Linked DNA regions of Oryctolagus cuniculus: region 2 is linked to region 1. Evidence: chromatin contacts called from public Hi-C data. All regions are on one chromosome and are shown on one strand. Each heading gives the region's core, a stretch centred on a gene start, on an enhancer-like site or on the middle of the called end of the contact. The rest is flanking DNA. Distances are from core to core; before and after follow the strand shown.

What was found. Hi-C and Micro-C count contacts between places; a contact is called where the count stands out from the background.
Region 2: a Hi-C map of psoas muscle shows a contact between it and region 1, with 4 times the contacts expected there. The contact joins the enhancer-like site here to the promoter of CTRB2 in region 1. A contact is called at or near these places in 6 of 6 Hi-C or Micro-C datasets (ear pinna, embryonic fibroblasts, liver and 3 more).

The regions. Positions count from the first base shown.
Region 1 is chr18:57,667,117-57,673,116 of mOryCun1.1, forward strand. CTRB2 (chymotrypsinogen B2) reads right to left here and starts at 3,452. Exons shown (of 7, transcript XM_017342364.3): 1 at 3,369-3,452; 2 at 1,143-1,246; 3 at 956-1,035; 4 at 534-612; 5 at 174-354. The coding sequence starts at 3,420.
Region 2 is chr18:57,825,788-57,831,787 of mOryCun1.1, forward strand. All of the region lies in intron 5 of CFDP1 (craniofacial development protein 1), which reads right to left. Among named protein-coding and RNA genes, the nearest start is that of CFDP1, 32 kb to the right of the region's middle. Within about 2 kb of position 2,289, at least 1 of the 8 cell types and tissues checked has an H3K27ac peak or open chromatin away from gene starts, as enhancers often do.

The DNA of each region.
Region 1 (6,000 bases), core at 2,202-4,701:
TCACTGTCTAACTCTGCCTGTCCAAAAAAAAAAAAATGCAGAAATGGAAAGATCTGTGACAGTGTTGGAATTTAGGTCGGAGAGATGGGGGGAGGGGGAACCAGCGCCCGAGGCGTCCCACCTGCCACGCCGGGGTGCCCGGCCACCTCTGGCTCCCGCGGGCCTCGTCTTACCGTTGTACCGGATCTTGCCCCAGCCTGTGGTGGCGCACAGCGTCCCCGCTGGGAAGTCGTCGTCGGCGCTGGGCAGGCACACGGCCGACACGGTCTGTGAGAAGCTGGCAGGCGTGGCCAGCTTCAGCAGGGTGATGTCGTTGCGGATGGTGAAAATGTTGAACTTGGGGTTCTTGAACACCTGTGCGCGACACCAGAGCCCCAGGTGAGGATCTGCAGGCCTGGGGGCCGCCCAGGAGCGGGAGACCACGGGCCTGGGGTGAGCGCTCTGCGCCTGCCCGCCCCCACCCCAGGCTCCAGCAGCAAGGGGCTTCCTCCTTCCGCGCGCCTCCACGCCCACCCCGCGAGACCGGGGCGTACCTTTGCGATCTTCAGCACCTGCACCTTCTCCTGGCTGGAGCCCTGGTCAAACTCCCCGGCCACGACCAAGTGGGAGGTACTGGAGAGGCCAGAGAGGGGACGGGATTCCCGCCGTGAGGAGGCGGCCAGGCGCTGGGGGCGGCGAGTGTGTGCCCGAGTAAGGGGAGTACGGCCCCCTGCCCGCCATGCACTCATGCGCGTGCGCGCTGCTGATCCTATCATTCTGGCAGGACGCATGGGCAGCTGCAACCATGAACAAGGCCGCTCACTGCCTTGTCTCCAAGGGGACCCTGGGCAGAGTGAACTTTGTATGCATTTCCCACAGGGTCTCTGAGGAGTGGAGGGGATAAAGGACTCGTCCTCAACCATGACAGCTTCCCTACCGCACCCCAAGGGCTTCCCTGGGGACCCACGGCCCTCACCTGACCCCGCAGTGGGCGGCGGTGACCACCCAGTTCTCGCTGATGAGGGAGCCCCCGCAGAAGTGGAAGCCGGTCTTGTCCTGGGGAAGAGGAGGGGGGGTCAGCAGTTCCCACCAGGCGGAGCCCCCAGCCTGACCAACGCCCCCCACCACCCGGTGCCTCCAGGCGCCCAGAGTCCCGCTCTCACCTGCAGGGACACCTGCCAGGGCCAGGACCCGGGGACGGCGTCCTCGCCATTGACGATCCTGGCCAGGCCGGTCAGCACGGGTTGGATGGCGGGGACCCCGCAGCCTGCGGGCAGGGTGCAGAAGGGCTGGACTGGAGCCACCAGGGCTGCACCTGTTTCTACCTCAGCCTGTCCAGGCCACCTCCTCTGCACATGGCCCCTGGACCCCCACCCAGCCTGCTGACCCCAGCTGGGGCCACCCAGGCTGCCCGAGGAGCAGAAATGAGGTCCGCCGTCAGGCCCCAGGCCCACGTCTGCTCTCTGCAACCCTGACCAGGCACAGCACTACTCTGAGCCTCAGTTTGCCCGTCTGTGAAACGGGGAGAACACCACTGACTTCACAGGGCCACGCTCCTCTGCTGGACTTGGGGAAGGCTGGGGCTCAGGCTCGGTGACCCCGAGTCGCGGGGAATCCTGGGTGCCGCCTCTGCACTGGGGGCTCGTGGGGAATTCTTTCCGTGACGTGTGGCAATCTCAGGAAATACTCACTCTGTGCAGTTTGGGCTTCTTGACTGTTTAATAAAATAAGACTTTGACTCCGTGCCACAAACGGACCCAGTGGAGAATAAGAAACGAATAAAATTGCGAGAAGGCAGGTGTACTCCCCATGTCCCAGGCGCGTTGCGGCGTTGGGACTGAGTGAATTCCTGCGCCTGTGCCGGGTTCCTCAGCTGGGCGCTGCGCGTGAGCAGGTGCCCGATGTAGCCCCACAGACCGGCTGTGCCAGCCGGCGCCTGCCTCTCCTGCCCTCAGCACCAGGCGCTGGACAGGCCCCTCACTGAGATTGGTGTGCGTGGAAATGCTGTGAGAATCATCTGTCTCTCTAGCAGGAAGGGATTAAATGGTGTCGGAGGGCACTGGGCGATGTGCCTGGGTTCCAGTCCCAGCTCCACCGGTTCCAGTGTCCTACGGATGTGCACCTGGAGGGAGGCAGAGCAGGTGACGACTCAACCGCCGGCTTCTGCCACCCACGTGGGAGACCTCGATGGACGCCTCCTGGAGTTGGCCCTGTCCATTTTGGACAATTGGAAATTGTAGATGTCCCCGCAGATGGTGGTACACTTCTGTGCCTTTGCCTCTCAAATAACTAAGACTTTAAAAAGAACTATCTGGGGCTGGCACTGTAGCGCAGTGGGTAAAGCCACCGCCTGCAGTGCCAGCAGCCCATATGGGTGCCGGCTGGAGTCCTGGCTGCTCCTCTTCCAGTCCAGCTCTCTGCTACGGCCTGGGGAAGTGGTGAAGATGGCCCAAGCGCTTGGGCCCCTGCACTTCCCCTCTGGGAAGACTCAGAGGAAGCTCCTGGCTTCAGATTGGCCCAGCTCCAGCCATTGCAGACATCAGGAGAGTGAACCAGTGGATGGAAGATTTTCTCTCTCTCCCTCTCTCCCTCTGCCTTTCAAATAAATTAAAAATAAATAAATAAATAAAAGGAGCTATCTCGGGACTGGCACTGTGGCAGGTGAAGCTGTCGCCTGTGACGCTTCTAATCCAGCTCCCTGCTAATGGCCTGGGAAAAGCAGTGGAAGATGGCCCGAGTGCTCGGGTCCCTGCCACCCTTAGGGAAAACCCAGATGAAGCTCCCGGCTCCTGGCTTCAGCCAGGCCCAGCCCTAGCCGTTGCAGCCATCTGGGGAATGAACCAGCGGAGGGAAGACCTCGCTCTCTCTCTTCCTCTCTAACTCTGGCTTTCAAATAAATAATTATCCTTTAAAAAACATCTGAAGCAAATCTGCAAAAAGGTAAGATTCGCTGAATCTCAGCATTAGACCCAGGATGTCACATTAGTCTTTCTTTCTTCCTTACCATTCCTTTCTTTTTGAAAGAAAACACAATGCTGAGCAAGTGCCTGGTGGACCCCTAGGGAAGATTCCTGTGGCCACGCCCTGTCCCCCCCCACACCTGCACTTCCGGAGCCTCAGGTCACGGCTGAGCCCCCACTCCTGGGCATGGGCAGGAGGCTCAGACAGCCCCAGCAGCCCCAGCAGCCCCAGCTGTGTGTGCGAGTGCCCTAGAGCCTGGGGCAGGGAGGGGCTCAGAGCTCCTCCCAGCCAGGCCACAGGGTCCTCCCAAAACGCGGCGGCCTCCACGGGACCCTGACCGCAGGGGCCACCAGGAGCTCAGAGACTCGACTCCCCCCACCCCCACCCCCACCCTCCAGGCCTGGCCAGCCGCTGAGCCCAGCACTTACTGAAGGCAGTCCCCAGGAGGGCGAAGCAGGAGAGGAGCCCAAGGAAAACCATGGTGCCGCAGGCGGAGAGGTGTACAGCTTACCTGCCCCGGCCGCCTTTATATCCCCAAGGGTTCCCCGAGCCCCACCCAGCACCCATGGCCCTGCCCAGCCAGGGAGGCTCGAGAGCCACCCTTCGTTATCCAAGGACCTTGGGCGATAAGTGGGGCCAAGACCCCCTCGCAGCCCAGCCTGGCTCAGGTGTCTCTGGGAAAGAGTGCACCTGCTTGTCCCAGGGCCCCACCCCACAGGCCTTGGCCATGCCCATATCCCCAGGGCACTTCGAGCAAGGCCAGGGCATGGCCCAGGAGCTCAGGACGCAGGGCCGGGGGACCTGCAGGGCCCAGTGCACCAGGAGGCTTTGCAGCTCCTAATTAAGGCAATCCCACTTCAGGATTCGAGAGGCCCAGCTGGTGGGGCCGGCACCATGGTGTAGTGGGTTAAGTTGCCACCTGCAGTGTCGGCATCCCATGTGGACACCAGTTCGAGTCCTGGCTGTTCCACTTCTGATGCAGATTCCTGATAAAGTGCCTGGGAAAGCAGCAGAAGATGGCCCAAGTGCTTGGGCCTCTGCAATCGCGTGGGAGACCCGGATGACCCTCCTGGCTTCAGCCTGGCTCAGCCCTGGCCATTGCAGCCATCTGGAGAGTGATCCTGTGGATGGAGGGTCTCCGTCTCTCCCTCTCTGTGTAACTCTGACTTGCAAATAAATCTTTAAAAAAATCAGCAGAATTTCCCCAGTGCTGGGGCCCCGGGACGTGAACCTGGACTCTCGGCAGATGGCGCTGATGAAACCGACATCCAAAAGCAGAGCGCGGCCGTGGGCATCAGGCGGGGGCCACTGGTCGCCAGCCCAGCCAGGCAGCCTTCGGGTGACAAGAAGTCGCCCTGGCTGGTGACGTCCACCCAGCCACCCGATGACTCGCCACCTAGGGAACCAGTTGTGGGGTCGGCTGTTGGTTTCCCATAAAATGGAGCTTTGATTCCACGCGGCAAAATGACCCAGGAAGCGGGGGGGGGGGGGGGGGGGCTTGGCAACCCGACACCACCGTGGAACTTGATGCTGGTTCAAGTTTTGCTGGTGTTTCCTTTATAAATTTGGTTTTGCTTCCAGCTGTGTGTGGATCAAGGGCTCTGACTGGGGGCCCTGCCAGCAGAGAAGCTGCCTGTGGCCGCCCAGGGCTGTCCCCTCCCTGATCCGGCACAGGCAGGCTCTGCCGAGCACACACACACGTGGGTGTCCCGGCCCAGGCAGTCTGCCGAGAGCGCCGCTCCCCACCGCCCAGTCCGAGCGAGCAGCCTCGCCCCTGGTATTTTCCTCGCTTCAGGGAATTTTCCAGAACAGGAAACAGAAGCAGGCTGAAGTCCCTTCGTCTGCTGTGGGTCACAGGGGCGGGGCGGGGGCCAGGCTGGGGAGGGAGAGTTTCCCGGCCTGCGAGAGGTGATCCCGGGGAGGCCCAGGATGACCCGAGGGTCCTCGTCTACACCTGTAGCCATTCCTCTGGGTCCCCAGCCCACTGCCCCCATCCCAGCCAGGGGACAGGGGACCGCTCTGTGAGGAGGAACCGCCCCGCCCTCTCGTCCACACGGTCAGCCTGGTTCTCAGGGGCAGCTCTTGAGGACAATCTAATCTAACTTCCCGCTTTCTGTGCCCTGGCACATTCTTGTGGGGGTGCGATGCTCAATACCCAGAGCTTCGGCTGCCACTTTGACACCATGAGACCCGCAAAAGCTGCAGCTCTCTCCCCCAGATCTGCTCTCAAAGAGCAGGTGCCAGTCAGCCACCAGCAGCCTCCCATTTGACCACAGCACCCTTGTGGTGGCTTCGGCCTCCATCCCCCACAGCCACACTCCATTTCTGGCCTCCCGGAAGCTGACCGCCAGGGGCGGGACTGCACCCACAGGTCCCCTGCCCTCTCTCCCTTCCCAATGGCTTCAGCCCACAGGAGGCACCTGCAGGAGCAGCCCTGGAGTCGGGGAGGCACAGCTGTCCCCCAGTACCCACAGGGCCCAGCTCCAGGGCTCCTGGATCCCAAAACCCGCAGGTGCTCACTCCCCTCACGTGGACTGGCGTGGCCCTGCGTGGAAGCCACACACCCTCACGTGCACTTCAGGTCATCCGTGAAGGCCGTGGACATGGCTGTCGCAAGGCTGTTCCTCGGGACGAGGACTGGACATCAGCCAGTGCGCCCAGGGCAGAGGCAAATGTTTCCTTCTGTATTTGCCACCTGAGGGTGGCCGAATCCATGGGCGCAGGAGGCTCGGCTCCGGGAGCTCCGGATGCTCCCTAGGGCTGCGGTGGGCGGGCTGCGCGCCTTACAGAGACCACAGGCCCTGTCCGCGGCGCCCGCCCCACAGCCCCCCTGAGTCCCTGCAGCTCCAGTGCGGCCCTGGGTGTCTCACTAGCCCTCCGCTGGCTCCCCCTAAACCCTGCCACACTGTGCACAAATTCCTGGTGCGGAAACTCACCTCAAACCCTGCCCTTGGCAGTGAACTCAGGACCCCCGGCAGTGGTGCTCAGCACCCGGCGCTCACGCGGCGAGAAGTCCCCGAGCACCTCATGGCGGGGATGGCAAAAGCCTGGTGTCCCACG
Region 2 (6,000 bases), core at 1,039-3,538, 160 kb after region 1:
CTGGAAGTACAGGACCTCAGCACAAAGCAGAAGCCAGTGCAAAGCATGGGTTTTTTTCCTGCTCATCCTCAAATTAGCAACTACAAAATCATGCCACATTTCAAATTCAAGGAAAGGCTAATAATCAAAGCACTCTGAATTGTTTTTACAGTCTTAAGCATCCAGATTCACTCCATCTACAGATAAAAGCTTGGTTAGAACATGTCATGTCCTAAATGATATGGAAATGCAGCCTATTTTTAAAGGTCTGAAATTATTTCATCTCAAATTTATCATAGACCCACTTGCGTAACAGGGTTTTGGCAAGAATCCAGAGCTAAGTAACTGAATATAGTAAATGCTGGACTTTAGATCAGGCTAATTTTCAATCTCTAGCCAAAATAATTAGGGCACAGCTGCTTAGCCTCTCCCATATGAAAAATCCCCCCAATCTAAATTTATTTACCTGCTATGATTCTTTCTGTATCATCACAGCCCCTGTGAAATGGCATCGAGGTTCCCTTACTGGGTGCTTGATCAGAACAGAAGCAGCAGTAATTGCTACGCTCAGGATGAATGACATTCTTCCCTGACGTTAAAACATTTAGGACAAGTAGCTTCCAACACAAACGACCTGAGAGAGAATACCATACTACATTTCAAAGGATCAATAATACACAATCCCTAAACTGGCAGGTTTACAACTGATACTTTTTTCAACCTGAGCTCTTGAATGGCTGAGAATTAACTTAGATAAACTAACATAGTATAAAAACTCTCTGTAGTATCCAAAGCTTCATTTATTCAATCCATAACATTTGACAAACACACAACAATGTATTGTTAATTTAATTTTTAGAAAAAAAATACCTGTTTTTGGTAAAGGTTTGCAAAGGAAGAAAAATTTTAACTCACAATTCAGACCAGTGGGTTATGAAAATTCAGTTAACATAAGGATTGTGGAGAAAACCCTGATAGACACTGGTAACAGTGTGCAGTGGAAGATGACACAAGTGCTTGGGCCCCTGCAACCACATGGGAGACTTGAAGAAGTTCCTGGCCCGGCTATGGCTGCTGCAGTCATTTGGGAGAGTGAATCAGCAAACAGAAGATTTCTCCCTCTCTCTCTCTCTCTCTCTCTCTCTTCTAACTCGGCCTTTCAAATAAAAAAAAAATTTTTTTTGAGTTTCTATAAAGATTTATTTTTTTATTTGAAAGGCAAAGTTAAAGGAGAGAGGGGGGAAAGGAGGGGAGAGGAGAGAAGAGAAAACAAAGATAGTCAATCCACAGGCTCACTTCCCAAATGGCCAGAATGACCAAGGCTGGGTCAGGAGCCCAGGTTGCAGGGAGCTATACTGCAAGCAAGGCTACCAGGACTGGAACCAGTGCCCACATGGAATGCGGGCGCTGCACATGGCAGCTTAACTTGCTGTTACACAGCATTGGCCCCTAAATAAATAAACCTTAAAAAAAGATGCCTGGCTGGCGCTGTGGCATAGTGAGTAAGGCTGCCACCTACAGTGCCAGCATCCCATATGGGTGCCAATTCAAGACCCAGTTTCTCCACTTCTGATCCAGCTCTCTGCTATGGCCTGGGAAAGCAGATTACTCAAGTCATTGGGCCCCGGTACCTGTGTGGGAAACCAGGAAAAAGCTCCTGGCTCTTGGCTTGGGGAATGAACCAGCAGATGGAATACCTCTCTCTTCTCTTTCTCTCTCTGCCTCTCTGTGTAACTCTGACTTTCAAATAAATAAATCTTAAAAAAAAAAAAAAAAAAAAAAAGATGCTTGCATCCCATACTGAAGTGCCTGAATTCGAGTTCTTGCTCTGCTCCAAATTCCAGCTTGCTGCTAATGCACACCCTGGGAGGTAGCAGGTAATGGATCAAGTACTTAGATTACTAACACCACTGTGGGAGACCTGGATTGAGTTCTTGGCTTTGGTGACCTGGCTGGGCCATCTGGGAAGTAAAGCAACAGGAGTGCCTGCTCTCTCTTGCTTGAAGAAATAAACACCTGCTTCTATCTTTCACTTTTAAATCACAATGGTAGAATTAAAAACAAAACACATTCCAAAGAAAGAATGTTAATTACTCAGTACACAGAAATCCCATACCAACAGACTATAGTAATTAGGCAAAAAAAATGTAGTGGTCAGCTCTGTGGTGTAATGAGTAAGCCACTGCCTGCAAGGCTGGCATCCCATATGGGTGCCAGTATGAGTTTTGGCTGCTCCTCTTCCAATCCAGCCTTCTGCTATGACCTGGGAAAGCAGTAGAAGATGGCCCAAGTCCTTGGGACCCTGTACTTGTCTGGGAGACCTGGAAGAAGCTCCTGGGTCTGGATCAGCCCAGCTCCAGCTGCTGTGGCCATCTGGGGAGTGAACTAGCGGATGGAAGACCTCTCTCTGCCTCTGCCTCTCTGTAACTCTGCCTTTCAAACATACAAAGAAAAAACAAAAATGTACAGTACTTATATATCCAATCTTAGTAATGGTTCAAGTTCCAGAGATTTTGCTAAAATCAACCTATCTTTCAAGGGGGAATTTTGCCCTCTAGTGTACACTACAAGAAGTTAAACCCATGATGGAATTACATCAATAAACTACTGTTACAGTTAGCCAAAATACTTTTTCACTTCAATCCTTGGGCATCACAAATCTCTCCTTTAATAGAGATATTCCATGGCTGGTGCTGTGGAATAGCCGGTAAAGCTACCTCCTACAGCGCTGGCATCCCATATGGGTGCCAGTTTGAGTCCCAGGTGCTCAATTTCCGATCCAGCTCTCTGCTATGGCCTGAGAAAGTAGCAGAAGATGGCCCAAGTCCTTGAGCCTCTGTACCCACCTGGAAGACCTGGAAGAAGCTCCTGGCTTCGGACTGGCTCAGCTCCAGCCGTTGTGGCCACCTGGGGAGTGAACCAGTGGATGCAAGACCTCTCTGTCTCTGCCTTTCAAATAAATAAATAAAACTTAAAAAAAAAAAAAAAAAGATATTCCTTGTTCCCAAATCAATTTCCACTATCATATTGAGTGATTTTCTTATTGTCATTACTTCAAGTACTTATTCTATTCTTTCCAACATACCCAAGAAGTACCTAAAGCACTTAACACATTTACCACACCAAGAGAAATTCAGTACAACCGAGGATATAGGAATTCAGCAAAATAAAGTTGTTTTATTACAATTTTAAAATGTTATAATACAGATACCTGGCTCTTAGAGTTGTAAATTTTGCATTTGTTTTTTTGAGAGGCAGAGAGAGAGAAGAGCAGGCTCTATCTGCTGGCTCACTTCTTACATGCCCCCAACAGCCAGGGCTGGGCTGGGGCTGGAGCCAGGAGCTGAGAAGACAATCCAGGTCTCTCGCAGGGGTGGCAAGAACCCAATTACTGAAGCCATTACTGCTGTTTCCCACAGTCTGCATTAGCAAAAAGCTCAAGTCAAGAGCCAGAGCTGGGAATCAAATCCAGGTACTCCAACACGAGACACAGGAGACTTCAAACTGCTAGGCAAAATGCCTGCTCTCAAAGACAGGTTTTTAAAAATCTGTTTGCACTGTAAGCCAAAGCAAAAAGCAAAGGAAAAAAACTGTTGTGTGACAAAATTCACCTCTTCACAGGATTTTCTAAGAACACTAGAATTTGTTCAACTATGGGCAACTCTGAAAATCACCAGGGACAGCTGGTGCCGTGGCTCACTAGGATAATCCTCCGCCTGTGGCGCCGGCACCCTGGGTTCTAGTTCCGGTCGGGGCGCCGGATTCTGTCCTGGTTGCTCCTCTTCCAGGCCAGCTCTCTGCTGTGGCCCGAGAGGGCAGTGGAGGATGGCCCAAGTGCTTGGGCCCTGCACCCGCATGGGAAACCAGAAGAAGCACCTGGCTTCTGGCTTTGGATCAGGGTGGTGTGCTGGCCACAGCGGCCATTGGGGGGTGAACCAATGGAAAAGGAAGACCTTTCTCTCTGTCTCTCACTGTCCACTCTGCCTATCAAAAACAAAACAAAACAAAAAGAAAATCACCAGGGACGAATACGTCCTAGGTTCGCAGTGATTGCTGTGGGCATTCAATCCAAAATGACAGAGGTTCCCCATCCTGGTGACTATGAATGAAAGAAGTTTTTGCTTTGAAAGCTTTTCTATGTGTGGAATCTCATTTGGATGCTTACATTGGCAGAGATTTCATTTCCTGATCCAAATGTCAAATATCACTTCCCCCACACCACCCAAGGAACATCACAGGCCTCTCCACTCCTGCTTCTCAGTTACTAGCTTGGCTTGGAACAACATCTCCAACTCAGGAATGTTAATGAGGGGGAGGCATTGTGGCATAGCTGGTTAAGCTGCTGCTTGCAGTACCAGCACCCCATATGGGCACCGATTTGAGACCCAGCTGCTCCACTGCTGATACGGCTCCCTGCTAATGCACCCGGATAAGCAGTGGAAGATGGCCCAGGTCCTGGCCACTGCAGCCATTTGGGGAGTGAACCAGCAGATGTAAGATCTCCTCTCTCTCTCTATTTCTCCCTTCCTCTCTCCATAACTATGCCTTTCAAATAAATAAAATAAATTTTTAAAAAGTTAATGGCATCACCTTTAATAAACTCAAAATATTCCAACCATTCATAGGGAAACAGTCAAATAATTATTTTCCTTATACAAGTTCAAATCTATTCTTGTACCTGAAACCTGAAGTACATTTTTAAGCACCTGATGATAGATTAAAACCCAACTGGGTGGTCGCCACCCCTGAAGAACATGAAGGTCCAAGTCAGGCAGGCCTTTTTGGTCCAATCCAAAGCACCTGCTTCTGGAGCTGGCAAGCAGTAACAGCAGGACTACCCTGCCTATCACACCAAACATTTCTATCATCACAGGAGCTACTGCAAGACGCTCTAAAAACCATCCCCATCTAGCACTATCCTGGAATAAAAGTTTCCTGAAGAAATGCACTTAACACAAGTTGGGCAAAGATACCTCCTTTCTGGCTCCCCCAGCAGCACCCTCACATACAGTGGCCACAACATATGATTCAGCAGGAATTGGTTACTATACGGACACAGTACTGGTCATTACTCCCCAGCTGAATGAACACACCTTATCTATGGCTTCTCTGCTGACAGCTGTCAACGAACAAACCAACCTAGAGACTGAAAGTTTCTACCCAGTGGTTCTCTCCCCAAATGCCTGCAATAGCAGAGGCCAGGCTGGAGCCAGGAGCTGGTAACACAATCCAGGTTTCCCAAGTGGGTGACAGGAACCCAACCACTTGAGCCATCACCACAGCCTTCCAAGCTGGGATCAGAGGCTTGAGCTAGGAATCCAAAGCAGGCACTCCAATGTGGGATGCAGGCATCCTAACTACTAAGCTAAACAGCTGCTCCCTGGAACTGAAAATTACTTTGTTTTATTTACCTATCTATTTCCACTATTTAAGAGGCAGAGGGACCAGGTAAACCAGCTGGTTCACTCCCCAAACACAGACGAAAACCCCAAACTGGAGTTGAAGCCAGGAACCAGGAATTTAAGTTAGGTCTCCTATATCAGTGACAGGACACTAAATCACTTCAGCCATTGCCAGTGCCTCCCAGGGTCTGCAGCTCCTAGCTGGAGCCAGGAGCTAGAAACAGGGCCTGGATTTCAAACCCAGTTATACCAATATGGGATGCAGGCATATATTAATATAATGTTCACTCTGGAACTCATCTGAAAAAAATCTACTGGGACCAGCGCTGTGGAACACTGGCACCAGTTTGAGTCCCAGCTGCTCCTCTTCCAATCCAGCTCTCTATTATGGCCTGGGGAAGCAGCAGAACATGGCACAAGCCCTTGGACTCCTACACCAATGTGAGAGACCCAGAAGAAGCCCCTGGCTCCTGGTTTCGTATGGGTGCAGCTCTGGCTATTGTGGCCATTTGAGGAGTAAACCAGCAGATGGAAGACCTCTCTCTCTATCTCTGCCTCTCTGTAACTCTAACTTTCAAATAAATAAATATTTAAAATATAAATACTTCAAAGATTCCCA